Linked DNA regions of Zea mays: regions 1 and 2 are each linked to region 3. A link is a contact called in public Hi-C data. All regions are on one chromosome and are shown on one strand. The core of a region is the stretch at or near the end of the contact, and the rest is flanking DNA. Distances in the headings are between cores, read along the strand shown. Region 1 holds the start of LOC100273597 (putative cytochrome P450 superfamily protein). Region 2 holds the start of LOC100501315. Region 3 holds the start of LOC100216778.

What was found. Hi-C and Micro-C count contacts between places; a contact is called where the count stands out from the background.
Region 1: a Hi-C map of leaf shows a contact between it and region 3, with 5 times the contacts expected there. The contact joins the promoter of LOC100273597 here to the promoter of LOC100216778 in region 3. A contact is called at or near these places in 3 of 25 Hi-C or Micro-C datasets (ear, leaf and tassel).
Region 2: a contact with region 3 is called in a Hi-C map of leaf, with 6 times the contacts expected there. The contact joins the promoter of LOC100501315 here to the promoter of LOC100216778 in region 3. A contact is called at or near these places in 2 of 25 Hi-C or Micro-C datasets (ear and leaf).

Annotation. Positions count from the first base shown.
Region 1 is chr9:74,019,407-74,023,516 of Zm-B73-REFERENCE-NAM-5.0, forward strand. LOC100273597 (putative cytochrome P450 superfamily protein) reads left to right here and starts at 2,641. Exons shown (of 4, transcript NM_001148013.1): 1 at 2,641-2,942; 2 at 3,069-4,064. The coding sequence starts at 3,321.
Region 2 is chr9:74,122,762-74,126,922 of Zm-B73-REFERENCE-NAM-5.0, forward strand. It overlaps LOC100501315, which reads left to right and starts at 2,560. Exons shown (of 11, transcript NM_001196066.1): 1 at 2,560-2,779; 2 at 2,875-2,938; 3 at 3,043-3,101; 4 at 3,196-3,271; 5 at 3,394-3,476; 6 at 3,567-3,646; 7 at 3,734-3,995; 8 at 4,069-4,161. The coding sequence starts at 2,615.
Region 3 is chr9:73,635,115-73,639,023 of Zm-B73-REFERENCE-NAM-5.0, forward strand. LOC100216778 reads left to right here and starts at 1,825. Exons shown (of 6, transcript NM_001143177.1): 1 at 1,825-1,994; 2 at 3,573-3,775; 3 at 3,886-3,909. The coding sequence starts at 1,946. It overlaps LOC118473325, which reads left to right. Exons shown (of 4, transcript XR_004852676.1): 4 at 1-484.

The DNA.
Region 1 (4,110 bases), core at 1,391-3,890, 390 kb after region 3:
CTTTGTAAGTACCATATACAGGTGCGGGATTCAATGAGCTACCAGACATGTCTAATGCATTATGGCCACCCACGTATACGATGTAGGGCTTACTAGGTGCTCTATCTGTTGTCGCATCCGGTGCACATGTCTGATGCACACATACACATCCAGAGTACTAAGTCTTCAGCCCAATCTTTAGTACAAGAACATTACCTATTTGGTGCCCTATCTGGTGCACTACCAGACACGTCTAGTGCTCCTTTATAGTTTGTTTTCTTCAATTCCTTGTGTTTCATTGTTTGGCCTTTTTTGTCTTGTGCCTTGGACTCTTGCATGATCTTTGATAGGTCTTCAATGATTCTTCTAATGTCTTGCTTTGAGGTGTTGATCTCCTTGTTGCCTTTGTACAATTCCATGCTCCATGCTTTGAATTATATCCATAAACATTAGCAAACATTATTAGGCCAAATGGTTACGTTGATCATCCAACATGAAAACACTTAATCAAATGGGCTATGGTCCATTTTCCATACAAAACATGCTTTAATGAATAAGGCCTAAGAAAAAAAAATTGAAGCAAAGGACAAAGCACCTTCAAATTAAGGAGTAAGGCCTAGAGCTTGAAACTAATCAACGAAGCAATTTGTTGAAAGCCGAAGGGAAGATTAGTATCAAACTCGACAAGGTAGAATTAAAGTTAAAGGAGAGATGAAGTCTGATTTCCTTTGGGGCTACCTTCGAAAAGAAGGCAGAAGAATACTCTCAAGGAGAAGAAAAGATGTATATGAAACATCTCTACTGTAAAAAGACGTAATTATACCTCCTCGGTTACGAAGAGCTAGCATATAATAGGTAGTGCATTCTTCAAATTCTGTATAAAAATCTATACAAGTTTGGCCCTATAAATAGATAAACAGTGCCACCACTACATGTCAACATGTTTTTTGGTAGTTCGTGCCTATAACATCTTCTTCTTAGCGAGCCTCCGAAGGTATAATAAGAATGAAGCTTTTCTATTGTCACATTCTTTTGCCTAATATGTTAAGTGTATTTACTATGTATAAAAGAACATGCACATTTGTTGAACTGTTGAGTGTACAATTTATCGTCGACTAAAAGTATATCTATGTTACACTTGTGCTCACCTTCGACTTATCATGTCAATTCCGAGTTGTATATGCTTTACTTGTCCTTCTTACCTATACATCTTCGGAGGGGAGAAGGATACAACTTAATCGTGTTATCATATTGTCTCTCTCTCTCTAGAATCTTGATAGGTTCCCGATAAACATCTACAAATTTTTATGTGCTGGTGGAAAATATCACCTAGGATCTGTGTGTTTCGAGCCTGTGTCCATCACTCTATCCATCATCTCTCGAGTACCTGTAAAACCCCAGTCTTGCTACGCAATGACACTTTTATTCTTGTCAATTACGTCGTGGCATCCATTCTTTAAAGAATTTGTGTGGGTCGGGTGTGTGTCGCGGTGGTGTGGGGAGGGGAGGATGTTCACCAATTGTCAAATGCATTTTTTGTAAGACATTAGTTTAAATGCTTTATAGGTCTCGTTATTTTTTGTTTGTATTGTGATTAATTCACCAAAAGTCATAATAGGGTTAGATTTTGTATGGGCCTTCTTCTCCTAAAGGTCCTCAACACTAATCCAATGACTATTTTCTATCTGGCTTCATATGTTGCGGGACTAATGCCGAAGATAATCTTCAGCCGAAACTGCTAACAGACACGTACACGAAGGTAGAAGCATTGGGCGGTTGCCGTGCGTACTCAACTAATGAAGCTAGACTAGACCATAAGGAGTCCTTGAAATTCATTTCGTCGTAGATAGAAGAAGGAAAAGACCACTATACCCTCAGCATGTATGATAGTCTAAATATATAGGCTTAAGGACACGATTGTAAATTCACCGAAGCTATATCCCGTGTCTATAAATAGAGGAACAATGTTTTGCATTGGTGAGACTTTTTTCGATCGGAACTCGATTTATTTCTCTTTATACGAAGGTATAATCTTTTTACCTCTCTCATTGTAATTTTACGAAGCTCAAGGTATTTATGCAAGTTCTTGTTTTATAAACCAAAGAAGAAATATAATTGAGTGACTTCGCTCACGTGTGAATTATATGTCTTTTTATTTAACTCTTATCTGATCACGCATCACTCTTGTCTACAATTAAATGTCTTACTTGTTTATGTAAATTCTCGTCTTCATCCTTTCAATCTACCTTCTCTTTGAGAATGGTGAGTGGAAAAGATGAGGATGAAACTCGATTTAATTGTATTGTCTTGATTTTTGATGTCTTTAGGGGATTGAAATTAAGTGACAACGGATGCATTTTCAGCACTACCGTGTGGTTTAGATGATTTGTTCCAATAGAATAGAATCTGAAACTTATCTGTAGTAATATATTCTTGCAAAAGCAGATGTCGATGCCATGATTCTTGGCTTGACCAGTTTCTGTTATTGTTTTTCTTTGACAACATGGAAAAAAGAACTTTTGCGTCTTCCCCTTTCCCTAGTTGCAAGAATGTGCTCGACACACCGGGTTCCACTCATGTCGTTGGTTACTGCAAACGTCGCAGCACTATCAAGGACAACAAATAAGCCCTTCAGACATCCTACAGTCTCAGGGGACAAACTGCGTATCTTGCGGATTGACAAGAGAGAAAGAGCATAGCAACTAGGATTAGGAAGCTGGGATCATATCATCAATGGAGATGGCAGGCGCCGCAGGAACGGAAGCATGGTTGCCGTACGTGACCACGGTGGCGTCCTGCGCCGTCGGCGTCTTCTTCCTGCTCTACTTCTACGCGCCACACTGGCGGATCAGGGACGTGCCGGGGCCGCCGGCCTTGCCCGTCGTGGGGCACCTCCCGCTGCTCGCCCGACACGGACCTGACGTCTTCGGCCTCCTCGCCAAGAAATATGGCCCGATCTTCAGGTGGCAAAGCCACAACGATAAGATCGAGACTTGATCTTGCAGAATCGAGTGCTCTATTTCAGCACTTCACCTAGTAGATGTTTTCATCAGGATTAAAATGGGAATGAGGTTTAGCCTTGGCTGCAGGTTCCATTTGGGGAGGCAGCCTCTGGTGATCGTCGCTGACCCAGAGCTCTGCAGGGAGGTTGGCGTCAGGCAGTTCAAGCTCATCCCCAACAGGAGCTTGCCGGCGCCGATCGCCGGCTCCCCTCTCCACCAGAAGGGCCTCTTCTTCACTAGGTGACTTTTAGTTCGTTCGTTTTCCTCTACGCATTTGGATCCACGAGCAGGTGCGCCACATAGCATTGCGATCTCGTCAGGGATGAACGGTGGTCGGCGATGAGGAATACAATCATCTCGCTGTACCAGCCATCGCACCTCGCCGGCCTCGTCCCCACCATGCAGCACTGCATCGAGCGCGCCGCGGACGCCATACCGGCGATGGTAGTTCAGGAGAACGGGCTGGTCGATTTCTCCGACCTCTCGCTCAAGCTGGCCACGGACATCATCGGTGAGGCGGCGTTCGGCGTGGATTTCGGCCTCACGGCGAGCGGTCCCGGCTGCGAGGCCGCGGAGTTCATCAGGGAGCACGTGCACTCCACAACCTCCCTGAAGATGGACCTGTCCGCGCCGCTCTCCGTAGTGCTCGGCCTCGTCGCGCCCGCGCTGCAGGGCCCGGTACGGCACCTGCTGAGCCGTGTCCCGGGGACCGCCGACTGGAGGGTCGCGCGGACCAACGCGCGGCTGCGCGCGCGGGTGGACGAGATTGTGGTGTCACGGGCGCGCGGGCGCGGCCAGCACGGCGAAAGGAGGAAGGACTTCCTGTCAGCGGTGCTGGACGCCCGGGACCGCAGTGCGGCGCTGCGGGAGCTGCTCACGCCGGACCACGTGAGCGCGCTCACCTACGAGCACCTCCTCGCCGGGTCTGCCACCACGGCGTTCACGCTCTCGTCGGCAGTGTACCTAGTCGCCGGCCACCCGGAGGTTGAGGCCAAGCTGCTGGCGGAGGTCGACGCTTTCGGGCCGCGCGGCGCCGTGCCGACCGCCGACGACCTGCAGCACCGGTTCCCCTACCTTGATCAGGCAAGTGACACGACAATGCAGCGTCACGTGTAGGATTAGGACGACA
Region 2 (4,161 bases), core at 1,310-3,809, 490 kb after region 3:
TTATCTATGGTCCAAAGAGATAATGAACAAAAATCCCAGATTGTTGAACGTCGAATAAGAGACCTTCCCAAGCTAGTTCAAATTCTCAGAACAATAACACATGTACTAATTAATTAAAGACCTGGTTTTCAAACATAATATTTATAGTTCTATGTACTATTGTTCTAAAGTTTATGTACTGATTTTCATAATAGATACATTTGTAGAGTAATTGATGACGGAATCCCATAGATCCTTTCACACATCTCGTTAGAGCAATTAGCAGGATGCTAGCGCTGATGGTAGTGTTTGGTATTGCTAGAGAAATTGAGAACGCTGAAACATAATCAAAGGCCAGGGCATAGTAATTACTCCCCCTATCCCCAAACAGTGACCTAATCACAAAACAATAACAGAAAGGAGACAGTAGATTGGCAGGGACAGAGGTACTGTTCACCTGACCTTAGTGGCGACCCCAAGATCCTCCGATGTTGTTGTCTTGTCCCGATCTCTCCTAGCCTCATCCATGTCCAGCGTCATCGACTTCCTCGATCTAGAGCTCCCCCATGTCTAGCTCGTGCAAGACATGAAGAACTAAATAATGATAAATCTCACTCTCGCAAGGAACTATAAGAAAGGGGCGAGAGGTAAGGGGTGGGTTCGACTTGAAGAAGATGCAGTCTAGCTTCGACATTTCACCACTGCCGTAGGCTGTGCGGCTCAGATGCGGGTTGTGGGGAGGCTCGAGAAAGGCGCGATGGAGGGGAGCAGAGGAGCAAGATGTCACACTTCTTGGCAGTCGTCGTAGAGTGCGCACTGGACCGAGATCGCGTGGGTGGATGATCCTTATGGGGTCACACGCCTCCACAACCGCCGTGCGCCGAGGCCGACCATGCTGCGCTACGCGTTCCCAGGCTGCCTGCGCCGAGGCCCCAGAGCTACGTCCACCGGATCTAGATCCTGCGGGAGCGAGTGGCGCGGTAGTGATGACGACGTCGGGGGAGGGGCGGTGGAGGCAGGGGGAGGAGGTGAGGCGGAGATAGGTCACGTCGGTGATGGAGGGTGATCCCGCATGGGGAGGGAACACACGGAGGTGGGGCGGTTGCGCACGGGGAGTGTGGGCGGGACGGTTGCGCATGGGGAGGCCGACGCACGGAGTGAACGCGGGGGTAGCTCGCGTGGGGGATGTGGGGAGGCAGCGGCTGCAGACGGACGAGCGAGAGCTACCTGCTCCCACTGGCAAGAGGACGCGAGATGGACGGATGATACACGAAAATGGAGGCGTGGGCAAAACGAACGGTGCAGATTGAGAGTAGGCAGAACCAGATAGAGGTATGCTACCCTTACAACCTTAATAAGTAGTAGAGAATAGGGTGATTCTGAGTGATTCTCTACTGGAAATGAATCTATTTGCCGAAAATCGTTTGGCAAATAGGCTGTGAAGTGATTTCTGAGGGGTTAAAGAGTGGGGAGTAGGTTAAGAGTGGTGGGAAGCAGATTTTTTGGCTCCTACTTTCTAATATAAAATGGAGACTAGATTTACTTGTAGTTCAGTTTTTTATCGTTTAGCTAGGAGTCATTCTCGTAACGAATGGAGTTGTAGGAGCTCTATCAAACGTTCACTTGTAATTGGTTTAATTTTTTTCTTTAAGTAACCGACTCGTATTATTCGAAAACTTTACTGCTGTTATTAATTTTTACTTTGTAATCATTTTGTATATAATATATAAGGCCCTGTTTGAAACTCACGAGATAAACTTTAGCAGTTTTTAGCTACTTTTAGCTATTTGATGATCTAAACAAGAGAGCTAACTGTGGTGCGATAAAATTTAGTATATATTATCTCATAAAATGTTCAAGGAGTGCTAAAAGGAGTTAAACGTGGGCCATGGAACCTCATTTTCCACCCATACCCTCCAACCCTATTCTCTCTCTCTCCGCATTAGGGGTATGGATGTCTTTTTATTCCAATGTGCTAAACTTTATTAGAGTAGTCTAAACACTAAAAAAGCTAAACTTTAGCACTTTAATTTATATTGCTAAAGTTTAGCAAAAGCTAAAGTTTATCCCGTGAGATTGAAACAGGGCGTAAGTATGATTTTGAATTTCCTATATTTCTAAAAAAGGTTGAATAAGATGAGTAGGTTAAATTTAATAAAAATTAAATAAATTATAAATCATGACAGAGAGAATATTATATTACATATAGATATATTGATGATTCGATAGGATAAAAATTTGTCAGTTTGCCGTTCGTGGTAGAGCAGGGCAGCCTACAGAATCCATGCGTGGTCCTACTGGAACCCGTGTCGATCGATGCGAAGGTGGGAGCGCTTTTTTCTAGACGGTATGGCGTCAGCGCACTCATTGCGTCTGGAAGAGGCACGGTGACGCTGAGTCACATACTCACATGTCGTCGATGCGCGCGCGCCGCGCGTATGCGGTGACGAGCGTCCAAGAAAGAGAAAGAGACCAATGCGGCAGCTTGAAAGCGAGACGTGTCGGTCGGTACGCCGTACGTGTGACGTGCGTTGCGGCAGCGCACTTATATTAGCCTGGTCAGTACACCCACCGTAGCCTCACACTTCGCTGGGGAGACGAAGCTGCTAGCCGATCAGGGGAGAATTCTTTTGTAATGGAGCTGCTGCGACCACGCGGCGATGGTTGTTGCCCGCGCGTGCTCTCGGTTTCTCTGCTGCTCCTCGCCGCCCTGCTGTGGAAGCACGTCTCTGCGGCGGCGATTACCAGGGGTGATTTCCCGGAGGGGTTCGTCTTCGGCGCCGGCGCATCGGCTTACCAGGTAGGATAGGAGCAGTGTGGGCTACGGGCAGTGAGTGGCGCGCGAGGCAGAGAGGCAGGTAGGTGGTGTTGAGATGAATCGTCTGGTTTGTGCAGATCGAAGGCGCATGGGCAGAGGACGGGAAGAAGCCCAGCATCTGGGACACATACACGCACAGTGGTCAGCGAGCGAGCTAGTAGCTCCTCCCATTTCTCTCGCTCAGCTCCATATGGTTTGGAAATCCAAGTCCTGTATCGTCTGGTTTTTGTGCTTGCGTTGTGTAGGATATTCGATTGACCGTGATACTGGAGATGTGGCTGCGGACCAGTATCACCATTACAAGGCATGGCCAGCATTTCCTTTTAAGTTCGATTATATATACTGATTGCTTACGAATCCGTAGTCAGTCATGTGCTAGCTGGACTGACGATTTTCAGGAAGATGTGAAGCTAATGCATGACATGGGCTTGGACGCGTACAGGTTCTCGATTGCCTGGTCAAGGCTTATTCCAGGTGCTAGCTAGTAGAGTCCTAGACACAGAGGAGAGGATCTTTTTTTCCCTCTGTTTATCAGTGTACTTAGCCATCCTATCGTATTGTTTTCGCATGTCTGATGATATGCCACGTGTTTGTAGATGGGCGTGGAGCTGTGAACCCAAAGGGGTTGGAGTACTACAACAGCCTCATAGATGAGCTCCTCAGATATGGTCGTCATTTGGTACTTCATTAATTGCAACGTTAATTAACGGCGCCTGATTCCGAATGGTTTTATTTCCGCGCGTGTAATTAACGTGTGGCAGGAATACAGCCGCACGTGACCATCTATCACTTCGACCTTCCCCAGGCTCTCCAGGATGAATACAACGGCCTGCTCAGTCCGAGAATCATGTATGTAGTGTAGTGTACACACACATGCATGTGCAGATGGCCATGGCATGAATGGATCCCCCTGACCGCCGTGCGTACCGTACGCAGCGATGATTTTACCGCTTACGCAGACGTGTGCTTCCGGAGCTTCGGCGACAGGGTGAAGCACTGGATCACGGTGAACGAGCCCAACATCGAGCCCATCGGCGGCTACGACCAAGGCTACCTCCCGCCGCGCCGCTGCTCCTACCCGTTTGGACTGGGCGTCACCTGCACCCACGGCAACTCCACGACGGAGCCGTACGCCGTCGCCCACCACCTCCTGCTCGCGCATGCGTCGGCTGTGTCCCTCTACAGACGCAAGTACCAGGTCGGTCGGTCGGTCGATCGATCGATCGATATCCATGCACTGCAACTGCATTACATCAACTGTGTACTAGCAGGGCGAGCAAGGAGGACGGATTGGACTGACGTTGCTGGCCTGGTGGTATGAGCCAGCGACGCAGAAGCCCGAGGATGTAGAAGCAGCTGCCAGA
Region 3 (3,909 bases), core at 575-3,074:
ATGAAAGACCTAGTTCCTCAGGACTATCATACCAAGATGATACATGTGTTGGTTCTGAAGTGCAAGTTAATGAAGGAGATATGGAGATACCTGGACATCAGGATGCTGACGAATCTGTTAATGTCAATGCAAGTGTGGTTGATGAATTTCGGGTGCAACGAGAAGAGGAAGTGGAAGAGTATGAGACAAGCGACAATGAAGATGAAACTGGATGGCAATATGCTAGTGACAACGAAGAATCAATAACTATTGTCAATGACGATGATGATTTCAGTGATAACGAGTAGCATGTTTTTTGTTTGATCTGAGAGAAGTGAACTCTATGCTGTATTTTGTTTGATTTTTAAGAAGTGAACTAGCTACTGTTATTTGAGAAAAGTGAACTGTATGCTGTAATTTGTTTGATTTTTAAGAAGTGAACTCGCTACGGTTATTTGAGAGGAGTGAACTTTATGCAATAATTTGTTCGAGCTTTGAGAAGTGATATTCAACTTTTCTATGCAACTCAGATTTCAGAAAACACACATTTCAGATTTCAGAACATACACATAATACACATTTCAGATTTCAGATTTCAGAACATACACATTTCAGATTTCAGATTTCAGAACATACACATAATACACATTTCACATTTCAGATTTCAGAACACACACATAATACACATTTCAGTATTGTCTAACTGATGTAATACTACTGCTACACATAATACACATTTCAGATTTCAGAACATACACATTTCATAATGCATTTCTATGCAACTCAGATTTCAGAAAACACACATTTCAGAACACATTTGTGTGCACCACATATTTCACATTTCAGATTGTAGATTACATTTTAGGTTTCAGAACATAGATCCAGCCATGCATCAGTAGTGCACAGCATGTTTACAAGACCCCTACATTTTTCTACCCAATGACATCTCGCTTTTTCTTCTTCTGGTTATGAACCAATTCCTGCAACATTCCATAGATGGCTTCCTTTTCATGTCGCATAGCTTGTAAGCCAAGTAGTCCTTGTTGTCATCCACCTTGACATCCTAGTAGTTCTAGATCAGACTTAGGGATGGTGGCAATGGCATGGGGTACTATCTACCAGTTCAGCGACGAACATGGTGTGTAACTGAATTTTGTGATCCGCTTCTAACACCTTGTAATACACAACACCAACCTTGTGATCCATGTCTTTCAGCTAGTAAACTGAACATGGCGTGTAACTGAAACTGCACATGGCGTGTAAACTGAACATGGCGTGTAACTAAATTTGCTTGTAAACTGAAACTGCACTTGTTGCATGCCTGTATCCAGAATTGCACAGGCACTGAATTGCTGAATGATTGTGTCCAGAGTGTAAAATTCAGTTCTCGACTGCCATCACTGAGATGAGAATGTACTCTGCAAGTCTGAGCTTATTTGACACTTCCATTCAGACTTCAAAAATTGGCACACTGTGGCTAGGTGGATACACTACAGGTCGGTAGCATTCAGGATGGTGATGGCGCCCGACGAGGGATGACGATGGCGTGACGCTTAGCATGGGCGACAGTGCAGCTCTCCTCGATGGGATACAGACGGCGCGGTGGCGCTCGAGCAGAAATAGCAGAGGTGTTTTCTGTGTCCATGGAAAGCTCTCGGCATGACCTGTGCCGCTGTGCGCTATGATGGGCCTCAACTTTGTGCAGCCCATGTCACTTTTGTATAGTTATCGCTGGATCAACGGTGAAGGGTGCAGATTAGCTGACTGCTCTCTGACGTTGTCTAGTCTGAATCCCACGACCCCACCCCACGCCCGTCTTCCTCGCCTCAACGCCGCCACCCAATCCAACCGCCTGGACGCCACAACCCCGCCCCACCTCGGCGCCGCCGCTCCATCCAACTACCTCGACGCCGCCATCCATCCAACCGCCTCGGTGTCTGCTCCTCAATACCTGGCCGTGTTCAACATGCCCCCTGGAAGGATGGATGGGGCAAGGACATGCAGAGACCTTGGTGGTAAGTGACTTCAAGTTCTTCTCTCATTTACTGCTTTGCTATCGTTGCCCGGCACGGGTCGCCGATGCCGTCGCCTAGCACGGGCCACCGCTGCCGTTGCCCAGCACGGGCCGTCGCTGCAGAGAGATGTCTTTTATCCTTGCAAACACATGTGTATTTTTTGCAGCAGAGAGGTTTGAGGTGCTCAGATCGGATCCCCTATTCTCCTTTTTTATAGATGGATTCTATAGGTTATCTATCGCAGTGGTAAATAGAGATGCATAATTTAGTTATATGCTTATTTTTGTACAGATATTGTTGTCGCTAATGGCATATAGTGATTATCTAAAGATATTATGTCATAAGTTATGATTTTCTATATGATTTTGATAGTAGGAGTGTAGGACAGTACGTTAGAGCATCTCCAACAAATACCAAAAAATTAGCTCCCAAAACACAGACATTGGGATCTCCTTAAAAGTATTTAGGCCAATAAAAAAGGTAGTACTCCAACAGCTCCATATAGTTTACGTAAAACCTGTTTGATCGGTTCACAAATCTCCACCAGTTTGTTACCCGTCGTCCACTCCCACAAATGTTCTAGGTTTATTATTCAAAACGTACATACTGCTCGCTTGAACACATGTATTATTCGGAATGTGTTGTTGAACTGCTCGCTTGAACACAGGTAAAAAAGGTCTGGTTAGTATTCAGAACATATAGGTACAAATTAGTAGCTTAATTATTTACCATTTAGAATTCAGAACATACAAGAACAAATTGCTAGCTTCAACTGCTAGCTTTACTATTTGTGACACACATAGAAGATAACGGTACAGGCACTTCATTATAAATGCAGTTCACATAACAGATTAACAGCACAGGCAAAACACAGGAGTATCAGGCACACATACAGTCTGATTCACAATGTTGTGTTCCAAGTAAAAAATGTAAATATCAAGTGAATTGATTATATGTAACAGAATAACAACTTCAAGAAATCCACTCTAAATAAACACATATGCTGTCCAGTGTGTATTCTTGAACTATAATCAATTCCTTTATAATTTAGTCCATCCATTTCATTTTGTCATACGTTTACATGAATAGCTATTTCATCATGGAGTACAATTTTTACTGCTAGGCATCACAAATAACAGAGTTCAGAAAACATGAAGAATCTGGAGACATGCTTTTCTTTTTTCCCCTATAATATGGTTTGAGACTTTGATATTAGGTGCTATTGGAGTTGCTCTTATCTCCTCTTTTTCTAGCAAAGGCAACATATATGCATGGCCACTAGTTACTTCTTTTTGTTTACAAGAAAATAACAGACGAATTGGTGAATCGTTAACATCACTTGTTCTGAACTGACACCAATAATTACTTTACAGTTGTTTACTACTATGTTCCACCAACCATCGTGTTGTTAGCACAATTCTGATATTTATCTAGTTCGACAGAATTCCAATTAGTTTACTTGCTCCAAACAGTTTAGTAGTCGTGTCCTATTCACTTGCTTCAATTAGTTAACAGAACTTGCATCAATTAGTTCACTTGATGCAACACTCATATTTTGCCTATTTAATGTATGTTCAGAGGTGCCAATTACTGAGTATGAAAAGGAGAGGGCTTTAAATGTGATGAGGAACAACAAAATGTTGAGTAGCCTTGGTATAACTGGATTAACATCACTTATTCGATCAAGTAGTACAAGGAAGAACTCTATCGCTCGTGAAGACTTTGATCCATTGTATGAACCTGATCATAGTGAGGACAATGATCATCATGTGGCTAATCAGGTACTTAGATTTCTTATTGTACCCCTTTGGTGTTATTACTGATTTGTGCTCAATGTGCAATAAGATAAATTTGGGTTTAATTCTTTTATTATGCCTACGAGGCCATGCAGGATGATCCTTTCTACATTGAAAGA